2 separate regions of the Mus musculus genome follow, and region 1 is linked to region 2. A link is a contact called in public promoter capture Hi-C data. All regions are on one chromosome and are shown on one strand. The core of a region is the stretch at or near the end of the contact, and the rest is flanking DNA. Distances in the headings are between cores, read along the strand shown.

Evidence for each region. Promoter capture Hi-C pulls out the DNA fragments that hold promoters and counts their contacts.
Region 1: a contact with region 2 is called in a promoter capture Hi-C map of pre-B cells, with 2.4 times the contacts expected there. The contact joins the promoter of Psmc6 here to the promoter of Polr3a in region 2. A contact is called at or near these places in 1 of 39 promoter capture datasets (pre-B cells) and 1 of 484 Hi-C or Micro-C datasets (CD4 T cells).

The regions. Positions count from the first base shown.
Region 1 is chr14:45,326,932-45,331,502 of GRCm38.p6, forward strand. Psmc6 (proteasome (prosome, macropain) 26S subunit, ATPase, 6) reads left to right here and starts at 2,893. Exons shown (of 14, transcript NM_025959.3): 1 at 2,893-3,001; 2 at 3,899-3,978; 3 at 4,056-4,095. The coding sequence starts at 2,917.
Region 2 is chr14:24,485,415-24,490,029 of GRCm38.p6, forward strand. Polr3a (polymerase (RNA) III (DNA directed) polypeptide A) reads right to left here and starts at 1,644. Exons shown (of 31, transcript NM_001081247.2): 1 at 1,459-1,644. The coding sequence starts at 1,502.

The DNA.
Region 1 (4,571 bases), core at 1,643-4,142, about 21 Mb after region 2:
ACACTTTTGTTAAATATATCTGCTTATCTTTCACGGTGCTTAATATCATTTACATATTTTTATATATAAATATATGTTAATTCATATATATATATATAGATAGATAGATATGTAGTTTATGTTCTCAGACAGTGTCCTACATGTATCCATGAGCAATAAACAGTCGCCATCTTTGCGTAAGTTCTTGGGCTTTCTACAGGGAGTGAGAAAAGACACTAAACATTTAATCACGTATATGAGTATATATTTACAAATTGAGTTACTTTTTCATACACACACAACAGAATAGGGTTACTGTGGGCATGAGAAACACAGAAAGTTCAGCTGAGGTTAGAATTTTGCCAAATGGGTAAGAGGAAAAAGAACCCAGAATTAAAAAGACTGACGAAGACGATGTTGAAATGACATTCTGATCTATGCTCATGTAATTTTGTTTAACCTTGGAGAATAAACTTGTACTCTATTTTATGTGTATGGGATGTTTTGTCTGCATATACGTATATGTACCACTTGGATGCCTGGTGCTCAGGGAAGCCAGAAAAGACCACTGGACGTCCTGAGACTGGAGTTATGGGACGATTGTGAGCCACCATATGGGTGCTGGGAATGGAACCCAGGTCTTCTGGAAGAGTAACCTGTGCTCTTAACAGCTAAGTTATCTCTCCAGCCTCTGCGTGCATATATTTTTGCTGAGCCATATAAATTGGACTGCCTTTTATATTCTGCCTTGTCTTTTCTTCTTGATGTCAGAATTGATATATATTGGTATGAACCTACTCACTTGATCAAAATAGTGTGGGAGAAAGGACACTCCCTGTCACTTTATTTACTTATTGTCTCCTTCAAAAGCCAGTTTTAGAAAAAAAAAATACAACAGAAAATTCACATAATAACCACACCATTTTCTCCAAGAAAATTTGGAAGACTGTCACTTTAGGCATTAATTCACATAACTGTACATGTATTTGTAAAGCATATTCATTTTTTTTTAGGGTGCTGGGAGTTAAACTCAGCTGTACGTTAGGCAAGTATTCTACCAATGTTATACTCCCAGCATGAGAATAACAATTTAAAAGAATACAATTACCATATGCCACATTTTGGATTAACATCTTTAGTTATATTGTCTATTTAATACCCATGACAACCTTTTTACATATGTACAATTATGCTGATTTTATGAAGACATCAAGATATCACCACCCCTCCACCACAGAGATCTGAGATAGTCCTAGCAGACTTCAAAGTTCCTACCTTGGTCGCTGCAGAAACTTTATCTTGTGTTCTACATCTCTAGCCCATTTCCTTCCAGTTCTGCTGGCCTCCTTTCTCTGATAGAAGTGAGACAAACTCTTTGCTACCTTAGAATCATGCACTTGCTGTTTAATCTCTTCAGAAGGCTCTCCACGTGGTGGCATAATGGGGCCCCTTCTGCTCTCAGACATGTTCAAAATTTATTCTCCTCCTTATCCCACAATATCCTTTTATTTCAATTGTAGCATTTACTACATTAAGGTATTTTTATGATTTATTATCATTTATGCATCTGTGCATGTGGACCTCATGCCAACTTTGAGTGGGTCCCATGAATCCAATTCAGGTCACCTGGCTTCCATGACAAGCGCGCCTTTGCCCACTGAACCATCTCTCTGGCCCCTATTCAAATCATTTCTAATTTCCTTATTACATGTTAGAATATTTTCTAATATTCTGATTACAAGCAGGTCAGTGCTTTATTGGGTAACTGAAAATTTCCTACTTATGCTCATGCAATTGATATCAAAAGGCTGCATCTTTGGGCTGGAAAGTGGTTTACTGGTTATGTGAGCTTCCGGCTCTTCCTAAAGATCTCTGTGTGTTTGTGGAGTGCATTCATTCAGTTTTAGGGTGCTGGGGGTTAATAAACTCAGGGCTTCTGTGTGCTAGGCAAATACTCTACCAAAGGTACACTCCCAGCCTGTCAATAATAATTTAAAAGAACACAGTCACTGAGCCTAGAGAGATAGCTCAAAGGGTATTCGTACTTGTTGCTCTTGGAGAGGATCTGGGTTCGGTTCCCAGTATCCACATAGAGGCTCACAACCGTCTATAATTCCAGTTTCAGGGGAATCATGTGGTTTTTTCTGACCTCCTCCAGCACCAGGCACACACGTGCTGCACACACATACATGCAGGCAAGATATTTATATGCATAAAATAAATAAGATTTTTTTTTTTAAATCATAGCTGCTTGTAACTCCAGAGCCAAGAAATCCGATGCCCTCTACTGGCTTCTGTGAGCACTTGCCCTCCTAAGGTATACACTAAGGCACACACATAAACACATAAATAAAAATAAATAATTTGGGAAAGAAAAAGGCTGAATTTGAAAATGTGACTCAGTTGGGAAAGCTCTTGCTTAGCATGCCGGAGACTCTGAATTCGATTTCCACACAGCACATACTGAATGTTCGAGTTTGCCTGTAATTCCACTAGGAAGCCGGTGGTGGGGGGGGGGAGGACCAGAGTTCAAGCCCAGCGCTGCAGAATGAGTGCTAAGGCAGTGTGGATTACAAGACACTGTCTCAAAAAAAAAAAAATCTTGTCATTTCCTCTTGCTTTTCAGTTTATTACAGATCCTTTGGCGTTCTAAGAAAGCAGTGACTTAATATTGAGCCAGCCAGTAGCTAAGTCAGGCATTGCTCACTCTGGCCTGCAGGGGACAGTGTGACCGGAGACGATCTTCTGCGCTTTCGAGGCTTTCTGCCGCTCTAGGTGACTGACTTCGGCGCCCGGAGCCAGAGGCGGGCCAGCCGGAAGGGGCGGAGCCAGTCACGGTCCCGCCCCAGGCCGCCTCTGCGCCCTCGCCCCGCCCCCTCCCCCGCCCGGGCTGCCATGGCCCTTCCCGGCATCCCCTATGAGCGACGGCTTCTCATCATGGCGGACCCTAGAGATAAGGCGCTTCAGGACTATCGCAAGAAGCTGCTAGAGCACAAGGAGATTGACGGCCGTCTTAAGGAGCGTGAGTGAGCCTTGACACACTCTCTAGTGCCTGGACCGGCTTCGGTCTCTGATAGAGCGGAGGCTTCGGCTGAGCCCGAAAACAGCGCCTGGCTTGGGAAGGCCCGAGTCCAGGGACGAGGCGCTTTGTCATCCCGCCCCGCGCTGGGGTGCAGCACCGCCTCGGCCGTGGGTATGGCCCCAGTCCCAGTCCGGTGGCATAGAGAACAGCCACAGTTCTGAGGTGGAAGAGGGGAAGATTAGAGGAGTGAGGTACAAGTGGGCTGGGGACATATTCCGGGTGCAGGAAGGCAGGCTTGGAGTCTCGGGACCCGGGGATGGGAGGACGCTTGAGTCAAAGAAGCTCCAGCCGGACGCGGGACTCACGGAGGCGGCTTGTACTTGGGGTAGAAGGGGGCTCAGTGGTTGTAATAGCCTTTCTCGTCTTCCCTCAGGCGTCATACTGAGTACCAAGTTTTCTGTATACCCTGAACATTCACGTTTTGAAAACCCTGCGTGATTTAATTAAATGAGAGAATACCGCAGCCTAGGATTCGGTGAAGAATTGCGTTGGTTGACTTAATTTAGTATGGACAACCAGAGTAAGCCAGGTGATCTTAGTGTAGCTATGGGAGGCTTGATTCACCTTATCGTTTAGTTTTGTAGCAAATCTGAAGGTGGCAGGATGTCACTATCGGTTAAAAATGTAACTTAAAAATATTTCCTACCAAGAAAATAGATATGATACTTTCTCTGTTACATTTCATTTTAAAACATGCCACCTATCCACTACAAACTGGAAAAAAAAATCTTATTTTGTGGTTTGAAACAGTAGGTTTGAAACCTAAGGTAAAAGAGACCTAAGTAAAAAATTTTATGCAGTTGTTTAATTTAAAATGTCAAAATTTTATTATTTCAGTAAGGGAACAATTAAAAGAACTTACCAAGCAGTATGAAAAGTCTGAAAATGATTTGAAGGCACTACAAAGTGTTGGACAGGTAGGTGATAAAGTTTGAAAGTATGTTGCCATTTCTAAGCTATTGGCAAAAGGTAATGCCCCTTTTTTCTTTTCCAGATTGTAGGTGAAGTGCTAAAACAGTTAACAGAAGAAAAATGTAAGTGGATTAACTTACTAATTATTAAAAAATAAAAAGCCCCAGTTCTTTGCCAGCTTTTGAAATGCCCATTTTATTTTGATTTTTGAGGCCAGGTACTTCTATGTAGCTCTGGATGCAGCTTCCTATGTAGACTAGACTGGCCTTGAACTCACAAGCCTTTTGCTTTCCAGTGCTGGAATTTTAGGCATGTGTGACATTATGGAAGGCTGTTTTAATTCATTCATATATATACATATACACATACATATATACATATATATGTGTGTGTGTGTGTGTGTGTATATACATACATACACACACACACTCTAAAGATGTATTGTTCTTTGTAAGTACACTTAGCTGTCTTCAGACAGCGAACAGAGGAACAGAGAAGGGAGTCAGATCTCATTACAGATGGTTGTGAGCCACCATGTGGGTTCTGGGATTTGAACTCAAGACCTTCAGGAAGAGCAGTCAGTGCTCTTAACCGCTGA
Region 2 (4,615 bases), core at 394-2,893:
AAATAACATGGGATGATGGTACAGTCTGATGGGACACCAGGGTCTGGTCAGAACACCTCTCTGCAAAGGTGATCTTCCAGCTGAATTCTAAGTCAGACAGAGCAAATAGGAGAATGAAGATAGGAAGCAGAAGGTAAAGATTCCTTGGCCCACAGGCACTGGGCATCACCAGAGAATCACAGGCAAGCGGCACAGACAGCTAAGGGTACAAGATGAGCCCAGTAAGGCCTGCAGGGGCCAGGGCTTGGGATTTAGGAGGGAATCAAGTGTCAGCATTACCAAGAGCTGCTGGAAGATCCAGGTGACAGAGATCTAGTTTGCATCTGAAATGAAGGGTCTTGCTCTGTAGCTTGGGCTAGCTTCAAACTCCTGACTGCCTGCCTTGGCCTGAGTGGCATAACTATTGGCTTGTGGCTCTGCATCCCTGGGCTGCTGTGTGAGGATCCTTTCATGTGAATAGGGTGCGTGTGAAGGACTGAGATGGTGGACTGAGAACAGTCGGAGGTCACCCAGGTGACACCTGTCCCAGTGAACAGTAACACAGAGTTCCTCCAGTCTCATTTTTCTTACCTCTGTCTCTGCTTCTCTCTTCCATTTTATGCCCTATGCCCCTTTAAGTTCACTTCTCTCCAAAGTCCCCACATCCACCTCAGAGCCCTGGACCCAGCTCAAGTCACCATCATTGCCAGTCTAGATCCCTGCCATGGCCTCAAACTCTGTCCTGGCCAAACACTCCAAAAGTCTGACACGCCTTGCAAGACTCACATAGTGTAAGTCCCCTGCTTCACGTCTATCAGTCTACCTTGTCCCTCCAGTACGTGTTTTAAAAGGAGCCTGGTCTGCACCGAGCCCAGACTTATTCATTACTTGGTGCTCTCAGTCTCCTCTCTGCTGGTCGTTGCATTTGCCACAATCATGGCTGATTTGTCTACTCTACAACAGACCAAGCAGAAAGACTGCATTCTGCGGGACCTTTAGTGCACAACACTGTCCTCAGTACATTCTCTTATGTAAGTTGAAGAAGCAAAAAGATCCGCCTTAGCCTCCCCCCCCCCCGCCAAAAAAAAAAAAAATCAAACAACCAGGGCTTAATAATTAAGCTTTGAAACAGAGAGCCCAGAAGAGCAGCTTGGTTTCTGAGCCTGCCACTTTCTAGCTGACAACCTTGAGTCAGCACACAACTGTGTCCTCGTGCCAGAGGAAGAGGTCCGCTGAGAGTAATCAGCGCAGGGATTCAGGAGGTGGCATCTTCGCCCAGAATGCCCGTTCTGACACTGTTCCGTCCATTGCACTTTCCCCGCTATACCTCACGGATCCCCCACCCCCCACCCCAGGATCTGAAATCCCATCCTGGAACTTTTTTCTTCGCTCCCTTAACAACTGTCCCTCTCCTGGGACACTCTGGGACCCGGGACCTCAGCCTCCACCTCACCCCCACCCCTTCGGGGGCGTCCTTACATTTTCTTAGCCACATCCGTCTCGCGGAACTGCTCCTTCACCATGGTGCCGGCTGGCCGGACGCCCTTCTCGGAGCTGCGACTACAAAAACCACTGTCGCCGCACCTTCCCGGGGTGCTTAGGTATTTAGGAGTAAGGAAGCTGCAGCAGCCTCCCCGGCCACCGTAGAGCGCCGCACGTGCCGCTTCCTCTTCCGCCGCCGGACTTTATGAAGAGAGGCTTGGCAGACGCTGCTTTGAGCCCTCCTTCTAGATCGCCATCTAGCGGCTCCTTCACGAAAATGCACCTAGGCCGCGCAGATCAGTGGGGGAAAATGGCTTTTTCAGGTGGGTTTCTCAAAACAGCAGAAGAGGCCGGGCGTGGTGGCGCACGCCTTTAATCCCGGCACTTGGGAGGCAGAGGCAGGCGGATTTCTGAGCTCGAGGCCAGCCTGGTCTACAGAGCGAGTTCCAGGACAGCCAGGGCTACACAGAGAAACCCTGTCTCAAAAACAAAAACAAAAACAAAAAAACAGCAGAAGAGACGGATGGACCGCTTTTTTTGTTTGTTTTTTTTTTTTGTTTTTTGTTTTTTGTTTTTTGTTTTTTTGTTTTTTTGTTTTTTTGTTTTTCAAGGCAGGGTTTCTCTGTGCAGCCCTGGCTGTCCTGGAACTCGCTCTGTAGACCAGGCTGGCCTCAAACTCAGAAATCTGCCTGCCTCTGCCTCCCGAGTGCTGGGATTAAAGGCATGCGCCACCACGCCCCGCAGTTTTGTTTTTTTTTTTTTAAATCTCAAGGTCAAAAAGTTACATCAAATAGAAAAAAAAATCAAACAAGGACCGGCGCGCGCGTGTGTGTGTGTGTGTGTGTGTGTGTGTGTGTTGTTGTTGTTGTTGTTGTTTCCTGAGAAAGGCTCTCCATATATAGTCCCGACGGGTACTGAATTTGCCATCCTGTCTCCATACTCTCAGTGCTCAGTTACATCCCACCTGGTATAAATAAGTAAATTTACATATCTATTTACATACTTGTGTACAAACATATATACAAACACATATAAACACGCTTATTCTTACACAGCATATGTAATATATATGTATGGTTCGTTTTGAATTGTGTGTTTTGTAAATAGATGCAACAAAAACCCACCCAACCCTTCAGCTCTCCAAGGAGAGAAAGAACGGTCTATTAAAAACTGCCAGAAGCCGGGCGTGGTGGCGCACGCCTTTAATTCCAGCACTCGGGAGGCAGAGGCAGGTGGATTTCTGAGTTCGAGGCCAGCCTGGTCTACAGAGTGAGTTCCAGGACAGCCAGGGCTACACAGAGAAACCCTGTCTCAAAAACAAAACAAAACAAAACAAAACAAAACCAACTGCCAGGCCACCACTAAGAACAGTAGAAGACAGCTCCCAGCAGCAAAGCCTTGCTAGGTTTTAGGGACTTATATGGCTGGAGTGGGGCCAGCTCAGAAAATCCCGGTGGTTAGCATGAGAACTCTGTTGGGCAGGGAGGAGACTGACAGATACAGCCAGGAGCCTTCAGCCAGCTGTTAAGGGCTTCTGAGAAATGCTTTAAGTCTGTTTCCTAGCAAGGTCTGGTGGGGTCCAGACCATCACTTTAAAATAGTGCCGTCAGCACTGCCGTTTGGGGGCCTGCTTTGGGGACTTAACATACTTGTGTGTGTTTGTGTGTGTGCAGGCAGAAGTGCAGGTTGGTCTCCTCTGCACACTAAGCCCTGTACTCGGGTATTTCCCTTGGAATAATGCTGTTAATTCATGTTTGCTCCACTTTATGCAAAGCATTAACTTCTGGTTCAGGCAATATTAAAAGCTTATTTTGTGTCAGATCAGAGATTCACACACATACAAAAAAAAACCCAAAATATATTTTGAGATAGGTTCTCTCTATGTAACCCTAGTTGGTATGTTGGTGCTTGCTTTGTAGCCCAGGATAGCCTCAAGTTCTTGGCTAATCCTCTTATTTAACTTCACAGATTGGTGTGGTCATTCATAGGTGTATGCCACCACAGCTGGTTCAAATAGATAGTTTCTTTCTTTTTTTTTTTTTTCTCCATCCAGAGCTGGGCATTGAACTCAGAGCCATTGCATACTGAACAATGTAGATTGTACCCAGAGCCTTTGCATATTAGACAGTGTTCCGCCACTGAGTGGACCTACATCCTCAGTTCTTTTAAAATTTTAACTGGAGCCAGGATCCAGCCATGTCATCCAGGCTGGCTGGATAAAAACCAGTCTTTTAAAAACTCACAAGTTTTTAAAAGACTCTCAGAAAGTCTCAAAGCCAAAAGAGCCACAATCCTCCCTTCCAATCCAATAAACTGCTAGGTGTGGTGCCCCACTTGGGAGGTGAAGGCAGAAAGATCAGGAATTCAGGATCATTCTTGGCAATGCAATGGATTTTTCAAGACCTTGCATGGGCTTCGAAGGTCTGGTTTTAAAGAACCTAAAGCCTCACACACGAAAAACCTTATGAAAAAGTCACTAGCAACTCGTGGTGTCACGTCAATGCAATAGGGGTGAGTAGTTAAGGTTTCTGCTATTTCCCTGGTGTAAAGCAGGGATGCTGACTGAAAGGCCTTTTTTTTCTCATTAATTAATTTATTTACTTTACGCCCTGATCAAAGCCCCCACCCCACCCCGACCCCAATGGCTTTCTTAAATGCCTTCAAGATGAACTTTTTTGGAGACAAGTTTTACTTTATTTTATTCTTTTTTTTTTTTTGGTTTCTCGAGACAGGGTTTCTCTGTGTAGTCCTGGCTGTCCTGGAACTCACTTTGTAGGCCAGGCTGGCCTCAAACTCAGAAATCCACCTGCCTCTGCCTCCCGAGTGCTGGGATTAAAGGCATGTGCCACCACGCCCGCCCGGCACTTTATTTTATTCTTGAGTCAGCGTCTCACTGTGCAACCCTGATTGACCCAAAACTCTTTGTAGGCCTCAAACTCAGAGATCTGCCTTCCTCTACCTCTTAGGCCCTGCTTAGTGGAAACAATTTAAACCAACTACCTGCCTCTAAGATTTAAACTAGTGGTTCTTAGCCTTGCTAACGCTGCGGCCTCTTACTACAGTTCCTCATATTGTGTTAACTCTTGACTATAAAATTATTCCTGCCGGGCAGTGGTGGCGCACGCCTTTAATCCCAGCACTTGGGAGGCAAAGG